Linked DNA regions of Mus musculus: regions 2, 3 and 4 are each linked to region 1. Evidence: chromatin contacts called from public HiChIP or PLAC-seq and promoter capture Hi-C data. All regions are on one chromosome and are shown on one strand. The core of a region is the stretch at or near the end of the contact, and the rest is flanking DNA. Distances in the headings are between cores, read along the strand shown.

Region 1 (2,553 bases), core at 34-2,533:
CTGTGTAGCCCTGGCTGTTCTGGAATTCACTTTGTAGACCCAGTTTCCTGACTGGATTCCCTGACTTCCCTTAGTGACAGGTGGTATGGGGGAAACTGGGCAAGGTAGACCCGTCCCCCTCCTCCCCTCCCCCCCCCAGAAGCAACATAAGCCAAATAAGGGGGACCTCGATTTCCTGATCCTCCTGCCTCTACCTCCCAAGTGCTAGGATTAATGCTGTGCACACAGGTATTCCCTATATTTTTTTGCGTGGTTTTATTAGTTTATTTAGTGCTCAGCAGCAGTTTTAAAGTAGAATAATGTCAGCACTTGGGAGACAGGGACAGGAGGATGAGGAGTCCAAAGCCATCCTTGGCTACACAGCAAATTCAACATGGGCTGCGGCGTCACATCTCAATAAAATGAACTCGGACCTGGAGACGTAGCTCAACTGGTAGAATAATGGCCTAGGGTGCATGAAGCCCTGGGTTACACCAGAGCCCTTCATAATTCGGCTACGGTAGGGCTTGTCTGTAACCCTATCCATCACTCACATGGTGAAGGTCGGATCAGAGGTGCAAGGCCATACTGGGATAAAGGAGACTGTCTCAAAAAACAAAGAACACCCCATGTATTAAGAGTGGAGAGCCAGGGAGGAGGGAGAAGGGAAATAAAGGTTAAAACAAGCAAACCCCCAATAGAACGAAACACCCAAAACTAGAAGTCTGTGCAATCATTGTGATGGTGTAATCAACTGGTCTGATAACTTTCTTAAGTACAAAAGCCACAAGTCCCCGTGACCCTGAGAGATGGAGCCAGGTTCCTCCTCTCAGGTTCCCTTGTGCGGTTCACAGGAAGCAAGGCAACCAGCTTTCTAATAGTTTGCTTCCAGGTAACATGAAACCTGTAGAATCTTGTTTGCTATCGCAGATTGTTCCGTGAAACTCAAGAGTTGGGGGGAAGTTTTTGTTTTCTCTTTTATCTTGTTTTGTTGTTGTTGATGTTTTTCTGTCTTTGGGCTGCAGTTCATATCCATCCGCCACACAAAGGCGATAGGCTCATCTTTCCGTGAGCATCACGCGTTCCGGGGCGACCCAGCCTCTTTCACCTTCGAGCCTGCAGCTCGCTTTCCTGTCTGAGCCCCTTGGGTGATGGAGCGCAAGCGGCGGCGGCGCGCGTTACTGGGCCGCCCTGGCGAAGAGCCCCAGTTCCCGGCCGGCCGGGCAGGCAGGCGAGGCCCCGGCCTATGGCGGAGTCCGCGGCGGGGGCGGGGCGAGCCGCGCGGCCTTCCCGGCATGCCCCGCGGTGGGCGGGGCTCTTGTTTTGAAGGGCCGGGTGACTCAACCGGGGATCCGCGGCCAGGGCGGGGGCGCGCGGTGGCCGGAGCTTGGAGGTGGCTTCGGGGCTCGGTGTCGGAGAGCGCGGCAGCAAGCGGCCGGTGAGTGCCGAGTGACAGGGTGGGCGGGCGAGCGGGCAGGTGATGGCGCGGGCTGATGATGGCGGCGGGCGCGACGCTGCGGCCTGAGAGGCCCCGTGCGGGCTCCTCCCCGGCCTGGGGAGAAAGGAGAAGCCGGGCGAGGCTGCCGACCAACCACGCAGGGCCACCGGTAGCCCAGGCTGGGGAAGGTTGGTCGCGCTTTCCCAGAACCTCTGGAATCTTCTGTCGGTCCTGTCGCCCCTCTGTTGTCATCCCATGCTTAGTGCAGAACTGGGAGATTTTTTTCTTGCATATAAGAACTTTTTATAGCAGACAGTGTCGTCAGGCTTGCGCCATGAGGACACCTCCTCCCCTTTGTGGGAATTTGTCATTCTTTCTGAACATTCCTGGATTGGGCTGATTTACTATTTAGAAGTAAATCTAATCTTTTAAGTGAGAATTCAGCAAACGAACTAACAGACAGGCCAGGAACTCTGACCAACCAAGCTCTTTCACGGTGTCTGTTTGCTGATAGACAATTGTTTACCTAGAAATTTGAGATTTCTTTTTAAATGATCTCCCAAACAGAATGTTGGAATAATATTAGTTGTGACGAACCTTGAATTAGAACGTCAACCCCACTCCAGAGGAACAAAAACAAAATCTTAAAGTAGCAGTTCTCAAACGCGTTTTGCAGGTCGCTAGCACGGCTCCCAGAAATTAATTCTAGAAATCTAGGGTGGACCCCTGAGTCTACTAGTGCTGGCAGGCAACCACCCCGCTTGGGCCGCCTTGGTAAGCCAGGAACCGGACCTTAGGAAACCAAGATTAGCTTGGCCTGAGGACTGTAAATACTGTCTCATGTCCTTTTCTTTCTGTTGACTTACTCCTCTCCTGTCCGTAATCAGTCGGGAGTCAAGAAGCCCTGATTCGGAAGGCTGTGTGAGAAAGGATAGTGCTTTCTGGAGCCCTTACATGAGAGCAGGAAATGGCTTTTTATCCATATCCTGTTATTGCCTGGGTGGGAGAAAGATGGCGTGGATCAGGCTAACCCACCTTGTTTCTCTCAGGAGCCTGTTGGTAGGATCGTGGGAGCTTGAGCATGTCATTAGGTCTTGGCTCCCACCTCAGCTCTCTGCTTTCCTTCTCATGGTATC
Region 2 (2,553 bases), core at 25-2,524, 740 kb before region 1:
TGCTCTCATGAGCCCCCAGCCCCTTCCTGCTGACAGAGCCAGGAAATCAGGGACCAAGTGCATAAGATTATCCTCTCCTGGGACACCTAAGGAAGCCCTCATTTGCTGTTGCTCAGCTGGGATCTTTTCTCTCCTCCTCCTCCTCTTCCTCTCCTCCTCCTCTTCTTCCTCCTCCTCTTCCTCCTCCTCTCTTCCTCTTCCCCCTCTCCTCCTCTTCTTCTTCCTCCTCTTCCTCCTCCTCCTCCTTCTTCCTCTCTCTCTCTCTCTTCCTCTCTCTCTCTCCCCTCCCTTCCTCCCTCCCCCCTTCTGGGCTTTTTTATAGTTTGTTTTTGAGACAGAACTGTTCTTCATAGCCTAGGTGGTCTCAAACTCATCCCAAGGTTTTAGAACTCCAAGTGAGGAGCAAGTGGAGGGGCTGGGTATATGCCCCTGTGAGTGAGTAGGTGGATGGGTGGAGCACAACTCCAGAATTAGCTTCCACTGACTTCATTGAAATTTAATGGCCACCATGATCTGTGTGGGCATTGCATCTGAAGAAGTGGAGGCTGCTGAAGAGGGCTCTGCCCATGGCCTGCCCTGCCCCTGACTGGATTTCTGACGTGAGCCCCACTGTCAAGGTCACCCTGTGTGCCTAAATACAGGCTCTGGTGTCTTGAAAGCCATCAAGTACAAAGTGGGCAGTATTCTGAAGTTTCTTTTAGAGCCAAGGCCCGGGGAGGGGGAAACAGCAAACCAAACTGCCAAGGCACCCTGTCGTGGAGAAGCGGAGAAGCAGCTGGCTCTGTCCTTCCTCCGCTGGGTTGCTTTTGCTTGGGTAGAACTCTGCACTGAGCTTCTGCTGGGTGGCTCTAAAGAAATATCCTGTCCCGGGCCTACAGGGCCTACAGTTTTCTTTCTGTCCAGTCTCAGGCACCCACACAGCTCTGTGAGGTAGGAACGTACTAAGAGTAGACTGTTGGGGCTAACTCATCCAATCGCTTCCACTTGGTAAGCTTGACTCCTGATCCTGTGTCCCTCCAAGTCTGGAAGGGCCTGCTTCCTCTCTCTAGAGCTACCACTGGGAGCCTGGGAAGATCCTGAGGCAAGCAGGCTTCTAAAGTGACTATCTGTGCTGAGGGAGCCAGGGCCCAAAGGAGGGCTCCAGCTCTGGGAGGGTCAGCCCTGGAAGCAGAGCGTGGCGAGAGCAGCTGGCTAGGCCCTGGAAGCAAGAGGGAACAGGCAGGTGGAGCTCTCGCTCCGCTCTGCACCAGGGCCTCTCTGCGGTCTGCAGCCGTTTGCATTTCCTGAAACCGGATCTTGGTGTCAGAGCCGCCCCTGGGCCGGGGCGGGCGCCTCAGCCATGGCCCTGCGCAAGGAGCTGCTCAAGTCTATCTGGTACGCCTTCACTGCACTGGACGTGGAGAAGAGCGGCAAGGTCTCCAAGTCCCAACTCAAGGTGAGTGGCATCCTTGGGGCTCAGGGGAGGCTGACTCAACGTGCCAGCTCCCACCCCAGAGAGTCAGCCACGGAAGCCTTTGCTACTGGCAGACACCTTGCCATCCAGCAGCCCTGGCCCCGGGTGGAGCGCTGACGGGGCCACAAAGGCAGCGTAGCTCAGTGGATGCTCCCCAGAGGGCTCATGCCACCAGAAGCCACTGTCTAGAACCAAGTACCCTGACTGGACAGACAGTAGAGGTGGCATCACGAGGTTCCGAGATTGAGTAGCCAGGCCCCTTCCCGGGCTCCTTGTGGGTTCCCCAGCGTCATGCTTGGGCACGTACCCTGCTCCTCCCTGTGGCTTCCTCATGGCTTTGAAGAAAAACAGTTAGTGCTTGCCCTTGGCTCTGAGAGCCTCCTCCATTTGCAAAGCAAGCTGGCGACTTGAAGCAAGCGGTAATGTGGGCCACCTATCAGCGCAGGAACAGAACAGGTTGGGAGATTTATCTTATAAGACCTCGGGCTGAGGGTGTCGGGGAAGCCGGGTCTGAGAAAACCTCTTCCGTGACCACACACACACACACACACACACACACACACACTCTACTCACCCCCATCATCTTAAAACCATTAGGCCTGGACAGTTCCAAGGAGCGGAAGGAGCTCTCTCCTTCCTGGGTAGGTGTCTTCTTCCCAGGGGAGAATGTAGGAGAAACCAGCAGAAGTCTAGGCTGCTGGAGCCAGGGAGTGTTGGGCCAAGTGTCAGAGTAGCCTCAACCCTGCTAGGGATCCAGTCACTCTCTGTAAATACTTTACCTGGAGCACCACAGGAGGCTGTGTCTGCCTCCCACTCGCCCCTCAAGATCTGGGTATTTACAATTTCCACTGTTCACAACCATGATAGGAACCCTGGGAGGCAGATGGCACAGAACAGGCATGGCCCACCTCTGTCTCAACTCCGACATTGCTGAAGCTGGGTCCTATGAACTTAGAAGCTCTAGCCAGCTCCATCTACCCAGCTGAGCTGGCTTTCTGAGCATCTAATGACTAAGGTTCTACTGCCCCAGGAAAGAGAGTCCAGTACCACCTCTGGTTCCCTAGAGAGGCAAGGTTAGCCCTTCCCATGTCTGCCCAGCT
Region 3 (2,553 bases), core at 20-2,519, 640 kb before region 1:
CTGTGTGACCTCAAGCCTGGTAGCCTCTCTGATCTCCTCTTCAGCCACCCTGCAGCTCCAGGGCCGTTGCCCTGTTTCTTCTCTTCCTGTAGCAACCTCCCTACAGACTCCCTGACCTGGACCTTATTGGGTTCATTTTGCCTGGTCATCCTATTATAAGGCATCTCAATTTATCTCCTTTTTTTTTTTTTTCTTCCTGAAAGTAACTGTCACGGTCAAAATATTTGATAATTTGTGGCTGGGGAGATGTCTTATCAGTTAAGAGGCCATATTGCTGTCTCACAGAGGACTAAGGTTCAGAACACATACATACTATATACACATAGAGATATTTCCCAGCTACACATACACATACGCCCCATACACATGAGTAAAAATAGAAATGTAAAAGGATAGGAACTAGAGAGATGGCTTAGTGGTTAAGAGTGCTAATTGTATTCGTAAAGACTGGGGTTTCTCAGCATGCGCGTGCAGTCTTAACTGCCTATAACTCAAGTTTCAAAGATTTTGATTTTCTCTTCTGACCTTCCAGGTCTCCTGCACACATTTGGCCCACATACATATATATACACACAGGCACACACACACACACACACACACACACACACAGAAAAGGCAAAATGGAAACAGAGTTGGAGGGATGATGGCTCAGCGGTTAAGAGTATTAGCTGCTCTTGCAGAGGACCCCACATGTAAATTTACAGCCGCTAACTCCAGTCCCAGGACATCCCACGCCCTCTTCTGGCCTCCGCGGGCACTAGACATAGTGCATTTACATATATACAAGCAAATCACCCATACGCATAAAATAATTTTTGCTTTTTTTTTTTTTCTCGAGACAGGGTTTCTCTGTATAGCCCTGGCTGTCCTGGAACTCACTCTGTAGACCAGGCTGGCCTCGAACTCAGAAATCCGCCTGCCTCTGCCTCCCGAGTGCTGGGATTAAAGGCGTGCGCCACCACGCCCGGCATAAAATAATTTTTGAAAAGAAACATTTTAAAAAGACGTGGAGAAGGACTAAGATTAGGCAGCAGTATAGTACAGCCGCTCCATCAAGCGCGGATCAGATTGGCTCCAGACGCAGGAACCGGCCCCGCCCCTTCGCGGGCTTCTCGTACTATGCAGGGAGTTAAGTTGCTTCCTGATGCCCTCGCTCCGTCCCCGCTCCGCCCCTCTCCTGGACGCTCTCTTACAGGTCTGGTTAGTTGATGGTCCCGCCCCCTCCCGATGATCACGTCCCTTCCGGCCCCGCCCCGATCGCTAGATCCCGCCCCTTCAGGCTCTACAGGGTGCTCCGGCTTTCCTTGGCTTCGGGAGCTTTGCGCGGCTGGAGTGGCGCTCCGATCCCGCGTGTCCTAGCCGCCGCCCCGCGTCCGCTCTGCGCTGGCGACGCCGGGGTCGGACTCCGTAGCCTCGGCCGGAGCGGCGCCCTGGGCGAGCCTGGAGGCCCCTGCCCGCCTCCTGCTTCAGGCGCTACAGGCAGGGCCTGAGGGTGCGCGGCGCGGGCTAGGGGTTCTGCGCGCCCTCGGCCGCCGCGCGGAGCACTTCCCTTGGGATGGCTTCCTGGAGGCGCTGGGCCACTTAGAGCCCGAGGTGCGGGGCCCCGACGGCCGCCTAGAGCTGTGAGTCCCCGCCCGTGGCCCCCGCCGCCTCCCCCCTGCTTATTTGTGTAGTTGAGGCAGGGTTCCATCTAGCCTAAGTTAGCCTGGAACTCCGGCAGCCATGTCCTCGGTGACAGGATTACAAGTGCGCGTGCCAGCACTGGGCTGAGACACGCATTTTGTCAGGCAGAATTCTAAGTGCAGACTGAGTTTGTTTGCTTTGCTTCCATCTCCAGTTGCTGAGCTGCTGGTGCATGGCTTTAACTCCAGCATTTGGAGGCAGAGGCGAGCATATGTCTCTTGAGTTCCAGGGCAACAGAGTGAGACTCTGTCCTAAGAAGAATAAAAGGCGGGGTGTGGTGGTGCACGCTGGTAATAGCACTACCCAGTAGGCAGAGGCATGAGGATCTTTAAGTTCAAGACCACCCAGGACAACATAGACTCTGCCAAAACACAAATAATGTATCTCTAATACAGATGTTCTTGTCAAGTGGACACCTGTGTTAAAAATACAGGTCATGCCGGGCGTGGGGGCACATGCCTTTAATCGCAGCGCTCGGGAGGCAGAGGGAGGCGGATTTCTGAGTTCCAGGACAGCCAGGGCTATACAGAGAAACCCTGTCTCGAAAAACAAAAATACAGGTCATACAGTGTAGGGTCTGGTTTCAGCGGTCAGGAAGCTGAGACAGGAGGATTGCTTCAAGTTGGAAACCAAGACTGCACAGGCCAAGAAAACTAGAGACTGACAGATCTCTTGTGAGTTTGAGGCCAGCATGGTATACAGAGCGAGTTCCAGGATAGCGAGGGCTACACAGAGAAACCCTATCACAATAAAGGATATATATATATATATATATATATATATATATATATATATATATGTGTGTGTGTGTGTGTGTGTGTGTGTATGTATATATGTATATATGTATGTATGTATGTATATGTATATATA
Region 4 (2,553 bases), core at 40-2,539, 600 kb after region 1:
AACATGTATGCAATGTCCACAGAAGCCAAAAAAGGGTGTCTGATCCCTTGGATCTGGAATTTCAGGCCATTATGAGCCACCTGTTGTGGGTACTTGGGAACCGAACTCAGGTCCTCTGAAAGGGCAGCACATGCTTTTAACCCCTGGGCCACCTGTTCAGGTCTACAGTCCTAGTCTTTTAACATTAGCAAGCAAAAGAAGCCTGAAAACTGGGAGTAATGTCTATGTAAAAAGAAATCACTGAGGGACATATAGAAGGTGTTTCTTTAGGTGGGAAAAGAAGGAGCCTTGAGAATTTGCCAGTATGTTGGGCCAGCAAGATGGCTCAATGGGTATAGGGGCTTACAGCCAGTCTTGACGACCTGAGTTCGGTGAGAAGAGAAAACTGAAGTTCTCCTTTGACCTCTCTCTCTCTCTCTCTCTCTCTCTCTCTCTCTCTCTCTCTCCTCTCTCTCTCTCTCTCACACACACACACACACTGAATAAATGTAATGTATTTTTCAATATTTAGAAACCCTAGGGTGTTAGTACAGAGATGGATTGAGCAGTAGCTCGCACATATCCACAGTTCCTTGTCTGAACAAACATTTCTTCGGAGTAGAAAAAGGAAGTACCCTCCATCTTCCCCCAAATGTCCCAGAACACACTCAAAAAAGAGAGGTAGTCATTAACATGACACCCAAAGGAGACAACATGCTAAAATTAGATCTCATTTTGAGTCAAAATTAGATTGAAAAATGAATCTATAGATGGAAGATTTATAGCCAGTTAATAAAGGAGTTGAGGATATTGGGGGTACATCCTTCATCTTCCTGATTGTTGCCATGGGGATGAACAACGTCCCTAGAGAAAATGCTACTTGGAGGATAAATTAGTATTTCCTAAGCATGACTTCTCAGTATCTGGATCCTCATAACCAGAAAGAGTCAGACCCGAAGAAGGGATTACATCACGAAGTTCAGTTAGCGGAAGAAAGGGGGAGTCTGATAAATCAACTGCTACTCATACAACAGTTACCCGCACTGGGGTATGGCCGGAACTGTCCTCTGCGAAACTAGGACCATAAGGGAACAAGGCGGGGGTGGGGGGGTGGGGGGGTAACCACCCTGGGTGCCATTGAGGTGAGGGACATTAAAAAATGTTCATTATTACATGAGGCCTTCCTTTAAAGACTAATGTATACAAATGTTATGGTTTCTCCTTACCCCTCTCCACCAAGACAACCCCAGAACCTCAGCCCATCAAAGGCAACAGTCCCATCTACTTCTTCCTCGCAGTACCTGGTTCTCTGCCTCCGGGGAGTAGGAACTTTCAGCCCCGCCTTCCTGCCCATCTAAGCCCCGCCTCCCCGGCCCACCTGTGTGCCCAGCCCCTGACGTTGCCGCGGGCCTTCAGCGGCCCGCAGGATCCGGGATCCTCATTGGTCCATCCGCCCACCGGCCTGCTCAGCCCACCAATGGCAACGGTGTTGGGCGGGGGGAGTGCCCACATCCAAGATGGCGCCCCCAGGAGCTGGGAGCGGGTGACCGGCGGCGGGGAAGCGGCCTGGGCTGGCCCTCAGATTGCGGGGTCCCGGGGGCCTGTCGCGGGGCCCCCCCGTGACCCACCGACCAGGCCTTCCCCCGGGCCGGAGAGATGGCCGCCGAGAACAGCAAGCAGTTCTGGAAGAGGAGCGCCAAGCTACCGGGGAGGTGAGCCCAGGACGCTGAGGGGAGTGGGGATTGGACCCAAAGCCTTCCAGATCCTGGTCCCTGAATCCCTCCGTCTTGGGGTACCCCCGAGGCCGGAGGGCTGGTGTCGGAGTAGCCCAGGCTGGAGCAGCTGTCAATCAGAGGAGCCTGGCCAGCTTGGGTGTGGGGTGCAGACTGGGGTCTGGGGGCGGGGAACCTCAGCTGGGAGGTGTCAGGGGACCAGTGTGAGGGGCAGTGGAGTTGGGCGAGTTGCCATTGTCAGCGTAGCCGTGGAGGGCCACCTGCAGACCGCTTCCGACTTTCTACAGAACTCCTTAGGGGTCTCCAACAGCATGGGTGGCTGCTTGCATGAGGGTTGGTGGCCCCATGGCCTTGGTTCCCAGCCCATCATCACATTCCTGTCTTCCCTTGGACTCCCAAAGGGGTTCTGATAGGAGAGCCTGGGCCAGGCCTGCAGGGGTATGAGCAAGACAGGGGAGGGGGAATTCTCAAGCCTGACCTTACTCTGTCTTGAGTTGGTCCTTTCTTTTGAGAAATTATTACAGGGTGGCCGCAGGGTGGAGAATAAGTTATTCCTTCTGGCATCCCGGAGAAGTGATGATTTTTCAGTGTGGATGCATTAAGTTCTTTTATTCTTGTTTTGTTGGAGAGCAGACCTTTCAAGCAACTTATTCCCTTAGTGTTTCTTTCTCTTGTTAGTGTATGTTGACACTGAGCAATTGTCTCTCAGTCAGGCTGCCTTTTGGTTTACTGGTTCCGTTTGTTTTGGGTGATGTCCTGAAAAATGAAAGCCCTATGTGTTTCACTACTGAATTTAAGATTTCTGCCAGCCACAGGCTGCTTGGTGTTAAGAGTTTGTGTC

Evidence for each region. Promoter capture Hi-C pulls out the DNA fragments that hold promoters and counts their contacts. HiChIP or PLAC-seq counts read pairs in DNA pulled down with a chosen protein or histone mark. Capture Hi-C pulls out chosen DNA fragments and counts their contacts.
Region 2: a contact with region 1 is called in a promoter capture Hi-C map of adipose tissue. The contact joins the promoter of Def6 here to the promoter of Kctd20 in region 1. A contact is called at or near these places in 1 of 39 promoter capture datasets (hippocampal neurons), 1 of 115 datasets of contacts at active chromatin or transcription factors (memory CD8 T cells) and 1 of 9 other capture datasets (adipose tissue).
Region 3: a contact with region 1 is called in an HNF4G HiChIP or PLAC-seq map of pancreatic cancer cells. The contact joins the promoter of Fance here to the promoter of Kctd20 in region 1.
Region 4: a contact with region 1 is called in a promoter capture Hi-C map of pre-B cells, with 4 times the contacts expected there. The contact joins the promoter of Tmem217 here to the promoter of Kctd20 in region 1. A contact is called at or near these places in 4 of 39 promoter capture datasets (cranial neural crest, frontonasal cranial neural crest, liver and 1 more), 6 of 115 datasets of contacts at active chromatin or transcription factors (craniofacial prominence, embryonic stem cells, epiblast stem cells and 3 more) and 2 of 9 other capture datasets (adipose tissue and liver).

What each region holds. Positions count from the first base shown.
Region 1 is chr17:28,951,153-28,953,705 of GRCm38.p6, forward strand. It overlaps Kctd20 (potassium channel tetramerisation domain containing 20), which reads left to right and starts at 1,284. Exons shown (of 8, transcript NM_001356300.1): 1 at 1,284-1,417.
Region 2 is chr17:28,206,504-28,209,056 of GRCm38.p6, forward strand. It overlaps Def6 (differentially expressed in FDCP 6), which reads left to right and starts at 1,275. Exons shown (of 11, transcript NM_027185.3): 1 at 1,275-1,435. The coding sequence starts at 1,340.
Region 3 is chr17:28,312,261-28,314,813 of GRCm38.p6, forward strand. Fance (Fanconi anemia, complementation group E) reads left to right here and starts at 1,270. Exons shown (of 10, transcript NM_001163819.1): 1 at 1,270-1,622. The coding sequence starts at 1,384.
Region 4 is chr17:29,548,304-29,550,856 of GRCm38.p6, forward strand. Tmem217 (transmembrane protein 217) reads right to left here and starts at 1,290. Exons shown (of 3, transcript NM_001162901.1): 1 at 1,206-1,290. It overlaps Tbc1d22b (TBC1 domain family, member 22B), which reads left to right and starts at 1,499. Exons shown (of 13, transcript NM_198647.1): 1 at 1,499-1,691. The coding sequence starts at 1,636.